3 separate regions of the Zea mays genome follow, and regions 1 and 2 are each linked to region 3. The links are chromatin contacts, called in public Hi-C maps. All regions are on one chromosome and are shown on one strand. Each heading gives the region's core, a stretch centred on a gene start, on an enhancer-like site or on the middle of the called end of the contact. The rest is flanking DNA. Distances are from core to core; before and after follow the strand shown. Region 1 holds the start of LOC100281041 (expansin-like 3). Region 2 holds the start of LOC100280758 (Ca2+/calmodulin-dependent protein kinase phosphatase). Region 3 holds the start of LOC542475 (metallothionein 2).

Region 1 (3,863 bases), core at 523-3,022, 200 kb after region 3:
CATTCGCGCGCCGAAGGCACGGCACGGACCGGCCGCGAGAGGGTACGCGTCGCCGTCAGCCGCGTCGGCGCCGCACAGCAAAGTTGCGGCCGACGCATTTGCTAGAAAGAAAACGGCAGGCACGGCACGGCGCGGCGCCGCGAGCAGCAGTATCCGCGTTGGAACCTGGAAGCTCAACTGCCGCCTGCCGGGTCGCGGAGGTAACGGAGACGAAATAAAGTGTTGTCAATCATGCAGTGAAATGGCTTCAGTTCAGAGCGGGGCAGTTGGTTGCTGTGTGCTTGTTGGTGTCAAGTCAACGCATTCTTTCAAAGGGCCGACTGACTCGTGCAGGTCAACGACGTTTCAGGAACCGCCCGCGCCCGGTGTTCGGTGGTGGTTGCCTGCTGGTCCTGCAGCAGCTCGGCGATGCAAGCATAGTACTCTGATACATTAATGAGTAGTTGAGTACCATCCCGCTGTTGCGTTGTGCGAGTCCGAAACGGAGAGCGTGGGCACCAACTACTTCACCGCCAAACGGTTTGTATGGATATGGAAACGTGTCGATGTTCATGATGTTCAAAGTTTTTTTTTTAGAAGTCCGTATTGTAAGCGACGATTATTATTTTTTATTTAAAAAAAAGAACTCGACGAGCTCTAGCATTGTCGTGTCATCAGTTAGACAGATACAGGGTGCTACGGTCCGGGTTTGGCCACCTTGGAGATGAGATTTCGGAAGGGGGGCCCCAAACTATGATGACGGGGGTGGGCCAAGCATGATTGAGAGAACACGGATTACGCCATCCACAATCCTCTACTGTAGGGCCACTAGGCACCACGGCCTAACTCGTGCTATCTTCCACGGACGGATAGGTTTATTAGATGGAGGAGGCGATGGCCGATTATCCGTGAACTCCATCCATATACAAGCGTAAAGGATTTCGGGCACACCAAAAAAAAAAACTCGCAAGCACACAAACACGCGTGTCTTGTATGTAGCCTTCGGTCCGAAACTGAAAGGGGCGACGGAAGAAGGGAAGCGTGTGCGACGAGACGAGAGCTGTTGCAGGCTTGGCGCTGGCGCGCATGCCTTTCATTTCACGGCCTGCCCCTGATCGAGAGGAAGCGGATGACGGTGGTGCCCACACCCCCCGAGCCACGCGATAAGCGTTGACGCCCTGTCTCCTTGGTCGCACCCGTCTCGTACTAATCCTCGGCCACGTCGGCCACTCCCGTGCTTATCCCCACGAATCGAATCCCACTTATCTCTCCTGCCTTTTTTTTTCTGTTCTCTCTCTTTTTTCCCCTCAATTCCAGCGAGCGCCATCACTAGACTAGAATACGGCTGTCAAACATTTAATCATTTTCCATATTAAGATGCAGTGCTACTGCCGCTCCGGAATCGAGTGCGGAAAAAGGCAGAAGGACTGCATCGATAATGAACGGTCCGGCAACGGGATTAGTAGTAGCTATCAGCACCAGGCTGCTGGACTACGTACCATCAAACGCCCACGTGCCAGGCTGTGCTGGAAACGGTATGTGGCAGACGAAGAGTTCATCCGAATCCTCGCTGACGCGCCTCCAAGCCGCGGCACGCGTGTCCCGGAGGTCGGTGCCCCCCCCCCCCCCCCCCCCCCCCCCCCCCCCCCCCCCCCCCCCCCCCCCCCCCCCCCCCCCCCCCCCCCCCCCCCCCCCCTAAGCCTAAGGCCCAGAACCAACTAACCTCTCTTTTTTCGCTCGCTATATCCCCCGTCCCACGGCGCCGCGCTTCGCCGCCTCCCAAACGCGTCCAAAACATTCTGCGGCCTGTTGGAGGGCAGCACCAAGTATCACAGTCTAGCTACTGCCTGGCACCAGCAAGCTTCTGCCCTGCCCCGCCCCGCCGCCAGAATCCGAAACCAGTAAACCACAGCGGCAACAACCTCGCGGCGCCCGCGTGGAGGCAGGCGGCGCATAAAGCCAGCCGGCGCTGCTCCTGCTGTGCGCAACGGTCCCCTCCTCCTCCTCCTCCTCCGCTCTCCTCTCCCCAAAGTAATAACTAGTAAACAGAGCTGCGTCCAGGCTTCTTCGATCGGTCCATGGCTGTCGTCACGAGGGACGCGGCGTGCCTGCCCCTCGTCCTCCTGCTCCTAGTCTTCTCCGCGGCCCCGTCTCCGGCTGACGGCTGCGACCGCTGCGTGCGCCGGTCCAAGGCCACCTACTACCAGGCCTCCTCGCTCGCCCTCAACGGTACGCACCGCTGCCTTGTGCGTTTCAAACGATTTTCGTCTGTTTCTGTGGAATTTGATCCATCTTTCGGTTGCTGCTCAACTGCGCAGCCGGGTCGTGCGGGTACGGCTCCTTGGCCGCGTCCCTCAACGGCGGCCTGCTCGCCGCAGCCAGCCCCGAGCTGTACAGGGGCGGCGTCGGCTGCGGCGCCTGCTTCCAGGTAGGTAGCTAGCTTCTTCCCTTTCCCTCCCTTTAGGCCGGAGCGCGTGCCCAGCGGCGGTTTCTCTGTTCCCGTGGTTGGCCCGATTCGGATTGTGTGTAAGCAAGGGCTGGCATTGTTTGCAGGTGCGGTGCAGGGACAGCGAGCTGTGCAGCGCCGCCGGCGCCAAGGTGGTGGTGACGGACCAGGCGCGGACGTCGAACCGCACGGCGCTGGTGCTGAGCGCCGCGGCGTACGCGGCCATGGCCAGTGCCGGCAAGGCCGCGCGCCTCAGGGACCGGCGCGTCGTCGACGTCGAGTACAAGAGGTACTTGGGCGCAGCGACACAACACTCTGCTTCGGTCCCGCGGGCCGATGCTGCAGAGTTCTTTACTGGTGGGAGAAAGATCGAGAGATTGATTTTGTGTATAATACTGCGCTCAGGGTACCCTGCGAGTACGCGAAGGACCGCAACCTGTTGATACGCGTGGAGGAGAAGAGCCGGCCGCCAAGCAACCTGTCCATCAGGTTCCTGTACCAGGGCGGCCAGACCGACATCGTCGCCGTCGACGTCGCCACCGTAAGCTAGTTTCTTCCTAGTACACTAGCAAGTATAGTACCGAACAGAGACATTTCTCTGCTGTTTGTATTTCCCCCCGACGAGATCGGTTCTTAAGCGGGGGATGTCTGCACTCAGCAACAAGCAACGGTTCGAATTCACCGTCGCCTTCCATTCCATGACGTCGTTCGCGTGCGTGTGGTTGGTTTTTGGCAGGTGGGGTCGTCCAACTGGCGGTTCATGGCGCGGGACCACGGGCCGGCGTGGAGCACGGCGCAGGCGCCGCCGGGGCCGCTGCAGTTCCGGCTGGTGGTGACCGGTGGCTACGACGGCAAGTGGGTGTGGGCGGAGTCGGAGGTGCTGCCGCGCCGGTGGGAGGCCGGCCGCGTCTACGACGCCGGGGTGCAGGTCTCCGACGTCGCGCAGGAAGGGTGCTACCCCTGCGACACGCGCGAGTGGCAGTGACGTGACGCGCGCACGGGCTGGATTGTAGTAGATTGTACAGTTTTTTTTTTTGGTCGGGAATGGGACGAAAGATATGAAATGATGATGAGCGGAGCCGGAGAGCCGAATCAAACCAAATCAAACAAACGTGCCGTTGCAAGTTGGTTCGGCCGCGTTGCTCGACCCCATTTAGGGCTTGTTCGGTTATTTTCAATCCATATGGATCGGAGGGGAATGATACGGATCGGAGGGGATTTTGACTTATTAGGGATTGAAACCTCCTCAATCCTCCTCAATCCATATGGATTGGGATAGAACCGAACAAGCCCTTATTGGGTGTGTGCGCCGGAGTTGGAGCGCACGATGCGTGTGCTCTGTGCTGTGTGCAATGCATGATGAGTGGCTCTTGTCGTCAACTCCCTCAGGAACCACTCGTTCAGAACCGAACAGGCGGACGCCGTCGTCGTGACGAGG
Region 2 (4,124 bases), core at 167-2,666, 180 kb before region 3:
GAAAAATGATGTTCATATCAATAGTTATTAGTAGACAAATAATGGTCAGTTATATGTCAATTTGACCATTAAGAAGGAAATCAAACAAACGCATTAGTAGCAAAGAGCTCTAAACCTGCGATAGAGTTTAGCTTTTACAGGCGGTTTTAGTTATCAAGCGTCAGTGCTATTTCTAGTGGTCGTTTCTTAAGAAAATGCATGTAGAAATCATATTTCTACGGACGGTTCCTTAAAAAAATCGGCACTAGATTTCTATAGACAGTTTTCTTAAGGAACCGTCACAAAAATCAATTTCTAGTGCGCCACTAGAAATTATTTTTATCTTGATTTTTAAGTTGCCACCAACATAAAAGTTATAATTCTCTTAAAGTTATGAAACTTTATAATTGCCAACTTTTTTATTTACAATCATTTTGTCTCTCAAAAAATGCATCTAAATTTGTCAAATTTAAAACACAAGTTTTGCAAACGAACTCGGATGAGAAAAGTACCAAAATAAAATTTGTAGAACTTCAAAATTTATGAAACTTTGTAGTGACAACTATTTTGTTTGAATTCATTTACAATTCAAATAGTCAATTTATACTCTGATTGTTCTAATATGTGGGCAACAAAGCTGCATTATAGACACAAAATAAGTGATAGACGAAGTGATGGTAGAGGGGCTATGCACAAGGGCGTAGCCACGAATTTTGAGGAAAAAAAATACCGAGACTTATGACTTCTATGGAGTTGGACGGGCGGGGCCTGAGTGAGAGGCCTCCCCTAAAATATATATATATATATATTTATTAATTTTTATACCAATTTTATGTATTTTAAAAAAGATTTTCACTGACGGTTTTATTACATCGATAGTAAGTGGAAATCAATTTCCACTGACGGGTTTCTTAGCCCAACCGCCAGTAAAAATTGATTTTTAATGGCGTTTGTCAGTTATCCGTAAAAACAAATAATTATTTTTACTAGTCTATAGCACTGACGGGTTTAAAAAATGTCAGTGCAAATAGATTCACAACCGTCTATATACCTTTAAAAACACATAATAAGCGGCTTATTGACATGAAATACTATTTTCATGCTGATCCATAAAGGTTAAAGTCAGATTTTTAGCACAGTAGAATCCAGAAAAAACAGCATGAGGCAAGATAGAGAGAAAGAGGCCAGAAGCGACAATGGAAGTACAAAATCTACACCAAATATTGCTCACATACCGACATGGCCATATCCGCTTCCAGCGCGGGAGAAGAGAAGCACCCACACGATGAAAAAGGAAGGAGCTGAAAAGGGCAACTGGACGAACGAGCGAACCCGACAGGGACACGGAATGCGCACCCGAGCACCACACACACCGAGCGGCGCCGTCGGCCCACCCGTGCACACCAGCTGCTGCTATAACGACGGGATCACGAATCACACGACCCCTTCTCCTCTCGTTCTCGCCCAGTCGCACCGTCCCCGTCTCCAACCCGACTCTGAAATCCACGAGCTCTTCCCCCTCGTCCACACCCCGCCCCTCCCTGCTCTCCGCCTCCCCGTCCCCGCCCCCATCGCTACCCACAAGCACCTTCGGAGGCTCCAGGCAACCCACCTCCTGCACCCGGCGTCCCTCGCGGCGGCGACGCGCGAACGTCCCGCTCCCCGGTGGTGAGCGCCCCTCTGTGATCTAATCTTGTCAAATGACTCTGCATCTTTCGTTCGGTTGGATTTCGTCTGGTCGCTGGAGAAACTGGACCTCCTTCGGCCGGGGCAGCGGAGGACGTGTTCTCCCTCCCGTTCGGGCTGCCGCAGAGGTCTCCGAGCAGCGGAAATGGCGTCGTTTGGTCATCTCTTTTGCTCCCTATCAAAACACCGGAATAAAATTTCCCCGTTTCTTTCCTTTCGGATGCCCCCTGTTCCCTTGATTCCATTCCGCTAATGCTCGAGACCTCATTATGGATGGTAGATTGATAGAAATGGATTTTAACTTTCCAAATAAAAAAAACCCACTCGATTCCCCCTGCTCTAACCATTCTCCTTGCACAGGGAACGACGGTAGCCAGTGCAAAAGTTGCGCCCCCTACGTTACCTTTCATGAACCAAACGAACGGCACCTCTGAAATGCTTTCGTTTCCTGTGCTCTCCCTGACCACCAACAGAGTAACGGAGAGACGGAGCCATGAGCGGAGGGGTGGAGCCGGATACCCCGCCCGGTAGCAGCAGCAGCAGCAGCAGGAGCGGGGGCAGCACGCCCGTGGGCGGCAAGCCGCCACGCCACCACCTCACGTCCATCCGCCACTGCGCCAGCAGTGCCCGCATCGCCGCTGCCTCCGCCGAATTCGTAAGCAAGCTCGCTGCCACCCAAGCCATCTATCCCTAACACGAATTTGATGTCTGCCCTTCTGTTCTCCTGCAGGGGCTGGAGTCGGGGACGCTCAGCTTGATTTCACCTACCGCAGACATCCGTCCGGGCTTCTTGCCTGTGTTCAGGTCGGGGAGTTTCGCGGATATTGGACCCAAATCCTTCATGGAGGACGAGCATGTCTGTGTGGACAACCTCGTCGAGCACCTTGGACTCCGTGGCCCGGGCATCCCTGCACCGGGTGCCTTCTATGGGGTGAGTTGGAATTGTATTTGCATCAGCCCTAACCACTGACTAACTGCTTCTGTTAAAGTATTTAACAATGTGTACTCTTTATGGATCTATGATTTGTTCTTTTGTGAGTGGCAATAATGTTGCCATGATAGCTTCTAGGCTTACTATGATGGTAGAAATGATTGAACTGAAGAGGAATCGGTTCCACATGGCCAATGATAAAAAACCCAGAGGATGAATGCTTTTCTTTCTATTTTGGACCTTTTGGTACTGCACACAGCAGATACAGATGGGGAATTTTGCTAGTGAGAAATAAGTGTCTTGTCCTTTTGCCACCTGGCCTTGCAAATCTTTACTGTTTTGTTTGTGAAAAATTAGGTGTTTGATGGCCATGGTGGTAGTGATGCTGCCTGTTTTGTCCGGAAGAATATACTGAAGTTCATAACCGAAGATTGCCACTTCCCCAACAGCATCGAGAAGGCAATCAGAAGTGCTTTCGTAAAGGCTGACCATGCGATTGCGGATTCTCAGTCTCTTGACCGGAATTCTGGGACCACGGCGTTGACGGTCCTTATATCTGGCAGGTAAATTCCCATGATAGTGCGTTAATATGTATGCTTTACAAATTTATTGGCACTTCAACATATTGGTCAATATAATTATGTTGCCATATATGTATAGTCCTAATATTTGCTGGTAACATAATAAATTGAGTAGTAGTCCAGAAGATTTGGTGTGGCGAAGATGAGTAAAACGTTTGAAGTTAATGTTTCTATGTACTTTTTTTGTTACATGAAATTACTCAGTTGATGACAAGTTTGGTTTCCAAGAGAAACTATTAGTTGAAGCCATGTTCACTGATTTATGAATCAGTAGAGGCACTTCCTTTCATTTTAAATTTATGAGTTTCGTTTCCAGGACAAACTATCAGTTAAAGCCCCTTTCATAGTACCTTTATTCTGACAGTCTCTTCACATTTACTGCCTCAACCTCCAATATCACATCTGTACATAAAAGGTCCATTGCTGGACCAAGCTGTTCTTGGGGCCATATTGCCACTATGGGTTGATAAATTCCAACATTACAGCCTGTATGCTGTTGACAACCTTTTTGATTAATTACTATGTACTATGTACTATGGCATCTCAAAAGTATGCACTCACCAACCTCATTAAAATGGTGCAGGACACTGCTTGTCGCGAATGCTGGTGACTGTAGAGCCGTATTAGGAAAGCGAGGCCGAGCTTTTGAACTCTCGAGAGACCACAAACCCAGCTGCAGCGTTGAGAAGCTCAGAATCGAAAACCTTGGCGGTACGGTCTTCGATGGCTACCTCAACGGTCAGCTGGCTGTAGCAAGGGCGATCGGTGACTGGCACATGAAAGGCTCCAAAGGCTCTGCGTGCCCTCTCACACCGGAACCTGAGTTTAGGGAGGTTAGGCTTACCGAGGAAGACGAGTTCTTGATAATAGGCTGCGATGGCCTCTGGGACGTGATGAGCAGCCAGTTTGCTGTCTCCATGGTCAGGAAAGAGCTGATGGAACACAAT
Region 3 (3,935 bases), core at 686-3,185:
TTCTTCGTGGTCTTGGGTGCACTGGAATAGGTCTTGAGCAGTGACCGGCTTCGTTTGAAACCCTTGAAAACTGGTGATCAGCATATCCTTCAGCTTCTGCCATGATGTGATTGTTCCTGGCCGAAGAGAGGAGCACCAGGTTTGTGCAACATTCTTAACAGCCATGACGAAAGATTTCGCCATGACTGCAGTATTGCCACCATAGGAAGATATTGTTGCTTCGTAGCTCATCAGAAACTGCTTCGGATCTGAGTGGCCGTCGTACATGGGTAGTTGAGGTGGCTTGTAGGACGGAGGCCAAGGTGTAGCCTGCAGTTCTGCTGACAGAGGGGAAGCATCATCAAAAGCAAAATTTCCATGATGGAAATTCTCATGCCAGTCATCTTCGTTGAAGAAGCCCTCCTGATGAAGCTCTCTGTGCTGGGGCCTTCGGTTCTGCTCATCTTGAGTAAGATGGCGAACTTCTTCAGAGGCTTCGTCTATCTGCCTTTGCAGGTCAGCTAGCCTAGCCATCTTTTCCTTCTTCCTTTGCACCTGTTGATGAAGCATCTCCATATCTCTGATCTCTTGATCCAATTCGTCCTCTTGAGGCGTTGGACTGGTGGCCTTCCTCTTCTGGCTTCGGGCTTCCCGAAGAGAGAGGGTCTCCTGGTTGGGGTCCAGCGGTTGCAGAGCTGCAGCCCCTGTTGCTGAAGCTTTCTTTGGCGGCATGACGAAGGTCTATGCTTGTCGAAGATGTTCGAAACTCAAAAAGTGGAAGTGAGTTCACCGGAGGTGGGCGCCAATGTTGGGGACTTGTTCTCAAATGCTTAGAGTTAAGAACAAGGCAACATGAAAAAGTGTTAAATGTTAAAATCCTTCGTCCTTTGAGACATTATCTCCCTTCGGATATAATGAATTCCGGACGAAGGTTGTGAAGAAAAAAAAATCTTCGTAAGCACAATAAACGATGAGAAAGAATTTATATACGAAATACGAAAAATAATATAAACATTATCATCAACTTATTTTTATTTGCATTACCATATCAACAATAACAAATTATAGATGTACCTTCGGTTTGACGGAAAGTAAGAATACGGGCGTGATGCAAAAAGCGAATGCCAAGTCAGCGTTCATCTATTTATAGGCAAGGGACGCAGCCCATGTACAATTACATTCATGCCCTTTACATTTGCTAATAACTCTATAGTAATTCTTTGAGGTCTAATTTGCCTTTTCATCTTTAAGTCGGTTCCCCTTTTCTGCTGTCATGCCGAAGCTTTTCTGCGCACAACTTCGTGATCACCTAGACCTTCGTCATGGTCATCTTTCGTCTTGTTCAGGCTTCGTCCTGACTGTGCTCTTGTATACTTATGATCCGATTACGAAGATACCTGCTCACATATTTTACTTGGAAAACATTGTCAAATCATGTTTTTGAGGATCTTCGGAAGCCGAAGGCCCCCAACAAGATCAGATTAGGATCGAGCTCTATTTTTATTAATTTTTATACTAAAATTTATTTAGGGTTATATCATTTTGTGAAAAAGTATTTGGAGCACGATCCATTACATCGTCATCAATCTAACGGCTTAAAATAAACGTCGACGTGGACAGTGTAAATGCGCAGCTTGCTTGGTACACAACCTTTACTATGTAAATAAATAAATTCTGAATCTGCTAGCTCCTGCAGATATCCATGCGAAGCGACAACTCAGAGCAAGCTTAGCGGCCAATGCCAGGTCTAGTAGTATTTTACCATTTCATCCAATTCTCCGAAGCAAAGGCCTTCTAGCGGGCCAACTTCCTTTACCTGCTGATGGACCGGCGTAGGCTATCGCGGACAGGCAGCGGGACTTCTTCTCCTCATGGGCCGTTCGACTCCGGCCTATTTTTCGTCGTCAGCGACAGCGTCAGGGGGATAAGAACGCTCGAGCAAGGTATCATCCCGACATCATCCCGCGCCGCGGCCGGGGACCGCGTGTCCCACCACCTGTCGACGCGGCGTGGGAGACGTGCGCCGCGTGCGTGCGCGTCGCCGCCCGGCCGTTCTAGACCTGTAGACCTTGGGGCTCTGGAGCTCCATTATATACAGAGGCAAGTGGGAGCCGTTTGTTCAGCACCGCTACTTGTGCTCCCCCAACGCTACTACCGCCGCTAGCTGGTTCAAGTGCGGCGAGCGGAGCCGGAGACCGGTAGAGGAAATTAAGAGGCGTCGATCGGGCATGGGGTGCGACGACAAGTGCGGGTGCGCCGTGCCGTGCCCCGGCGGCAAAGACTGCAGGTGCACGTCGGGGAGCGGCGGGCAGCGGGAGCACACGACTTGCGGCTGCGGGGAGCACTGCGAGTGCAGCCCGTGCACGTGTGGCCGGGCCACGATGCCGTCCGGCCGCGAGAACAGGAGGGCTAACTGCTCCTGCGGGGCGTCCTGCAACTGCGCATCCTGCGCCTCGGCCTGATCCATGCGCCTCGCCCTCGTGCTACCGCGCTGCCTAGTGGAGGGAGTTGTCTAGTGAGGCTCTGGAGACGAAGCAACTAGCACTACTTCTAATAAAGGGGCTTGTGTCATGCTCGCCAGACGCATCACGCGCTGCATCTGCATCGTGGTATCGTGTAGTAAGTTTGTGTATGAATAAACACTACCACTTTATGTCTCGCACTACCAGGGCGCAGCACTCCGTGCATTATTCAACGTGTCAACCTAAAAATCACAAAATCTACTCAATTCAACCATCACAATGGTTTCTATTAAAACTATACATGTAGTAGGAGTACCATCTAGTTCCTTAAAACCTGAAGGCGATTGGGACGTTGCACGTTTCCGGGCTATGGACAGCCAGCACCGCGACACGTGTGGCTGCTTCGGACCCGACATACACGCGCATACACGCAGCTTCGGACCCGACATACACGCGGCTGCTTCGGACCCGACATACGTGTGGCTGCTTCGGACCTGACGTTTTTATTTAATATCACGCGTTCCGCGTTTGCGTGCCCAGCTTTGGGACCCGAAAATTTCGTTCGACGTGCGTGTCGAGCCCTCTTCGTCACATCACGCGCTCCCCACTCGCCCCCACCTCCTTCGTTCCCACAAGCCGGACAGGTGGGAGCCGACGTCGTCGTAGATGTCGAAGGACAGCCTTGACTTCGACTCGCTGTCGTCGTCGCAGATATCGAAGGACGACCCTGACTCGCCGCCGTCGTAGATGTCGGGGGATGGCTCCGGCAGCGGGAATAGGTGGGAGCCGGATCTGAGCGGCGGCCGGAGGCAGACGCCGCCGGACCAGGTGCTGGGGAACGTGACGCGGAGGAGGACTTCAACTTGCCGCCGGAGGACGATCCCAGCGGCGGAGAAGGACTCCAACTCGCCGCCGTCGTAGGTGTCGGAGGATGATCCCGGCGGCACGGACAGGCGGGAGTACGACCCTCAATTTAGGTATATCAGTATATATTTGGGGATGCTAACATCTCAACCATCTCTCTGGATTTTTGGTCATTGAAACATATATTCAGACATTCAGTTGCCCGTATAGCGACGAGTTCGATGTAAATGCTATTGCTGCTGTGGTGCTGTCCCTAAGTGCATAGTGCTGCTTCACATAATATAAATCCATTTCGGTTTTGATTTATGCAACAGTTGTTCGGTGGTAGCAAAACTCGAACCTAGCTGTCATTAGAGAAGTTTTGCACTTTTGTGCCTTTGAGACCCATGGGTTCATGACCAAGTTGTTGCCATAATTACTAATGTATAACCATTTTAGAAAGGAATTTCAATTCTAGATCTGAACACTTAGATGCAGCGCCTTTTGGTTATTTTCAAGATTGGCTTGTGGTATCTGAGTAATATGGTTCGTACACTGGCACATGGACAACATTAGTACAGTGTACAAAACAGAGAACTCAAGCAGGGAAGACTTTTTTTGTATCGAAGTTGCTTCCTTTTGATCAACTAC

The links. Hi-C and Micro-C count contacts between places; a contact is called where the count stands out from the background.
Region 1: a contact with region 3 is called in a Hi-C map of bundle sheath, with 3 times the contacts expected there. The contact joins the promoter of LOC100281041 here to the promoter of LOC542475 in region 3. A contact is called at or near these places in 4 of 25 Hi-C or Micro-C datasets (bundle sheath, ear, leaf and 1 more) and 1 of 3 datasets of contacts at active chromatin or transcription factors (leaf).
Region 2: a Hi-C map of endosperm shows a contact between it and region 3, with 2.7 times the contacts expected there. The contact joins the promoter of LOC100280758 here to the promoter of LOC542475 in region 3. A contact is called at or near these places in 3 of 25 Hi-C or Micro-C datasets (ear, endosperm and leaf).

The regions. Positions count from the first base shown.
Region 1 is chr1:85,910,631-85,914,493 of Zm-B73-REFERENCE-NAM-5.0, forward strand. LOC100281041 (expansin-like 3) reads left to right here and starts at 1,773. Exons shown (of 5, transcript NM_001153960.2): 1 at 1,773-2,208; 2 at 2,298-2,407; 3 at 2,533-2,714; 4 at 2,831-2,966; 5 at 3,162-3,529. The coding sequence starts at 2,058. The coding sequence ends at 3,410.
Region 2 is chr1:85,529,039-85,533,162 of Zm-B73-REFERENCE-NAM-5.0, forward strand. It overlaps LOC100280758 (Ca2+/calmodulin-dependent protein kinase phosphatase), which reads left to right and starts at 1,417. Exons shown (of 5, transcript NM_001411371.1): 1 at 1,417-1,647; 2 at 2,139-2,320; 3 at 2,396-2,596; 4 at 2,954-3,159; 5 at 3,761-4,124. The coding sequence starts at 2,159.
Region 3 is chr1:85,705,992-85,709,926 of Zm-B73-REFERENCE-NAM-5.0, forward strand. LOC542475 (metallothionein 2) reads left to right here and starts at 1,936. Exons shown (of 1, transcript NM_001112029.2): 1 at 1,936-2,641. The coding sequence starts at 2,208. The coding sequence ends at 2,441.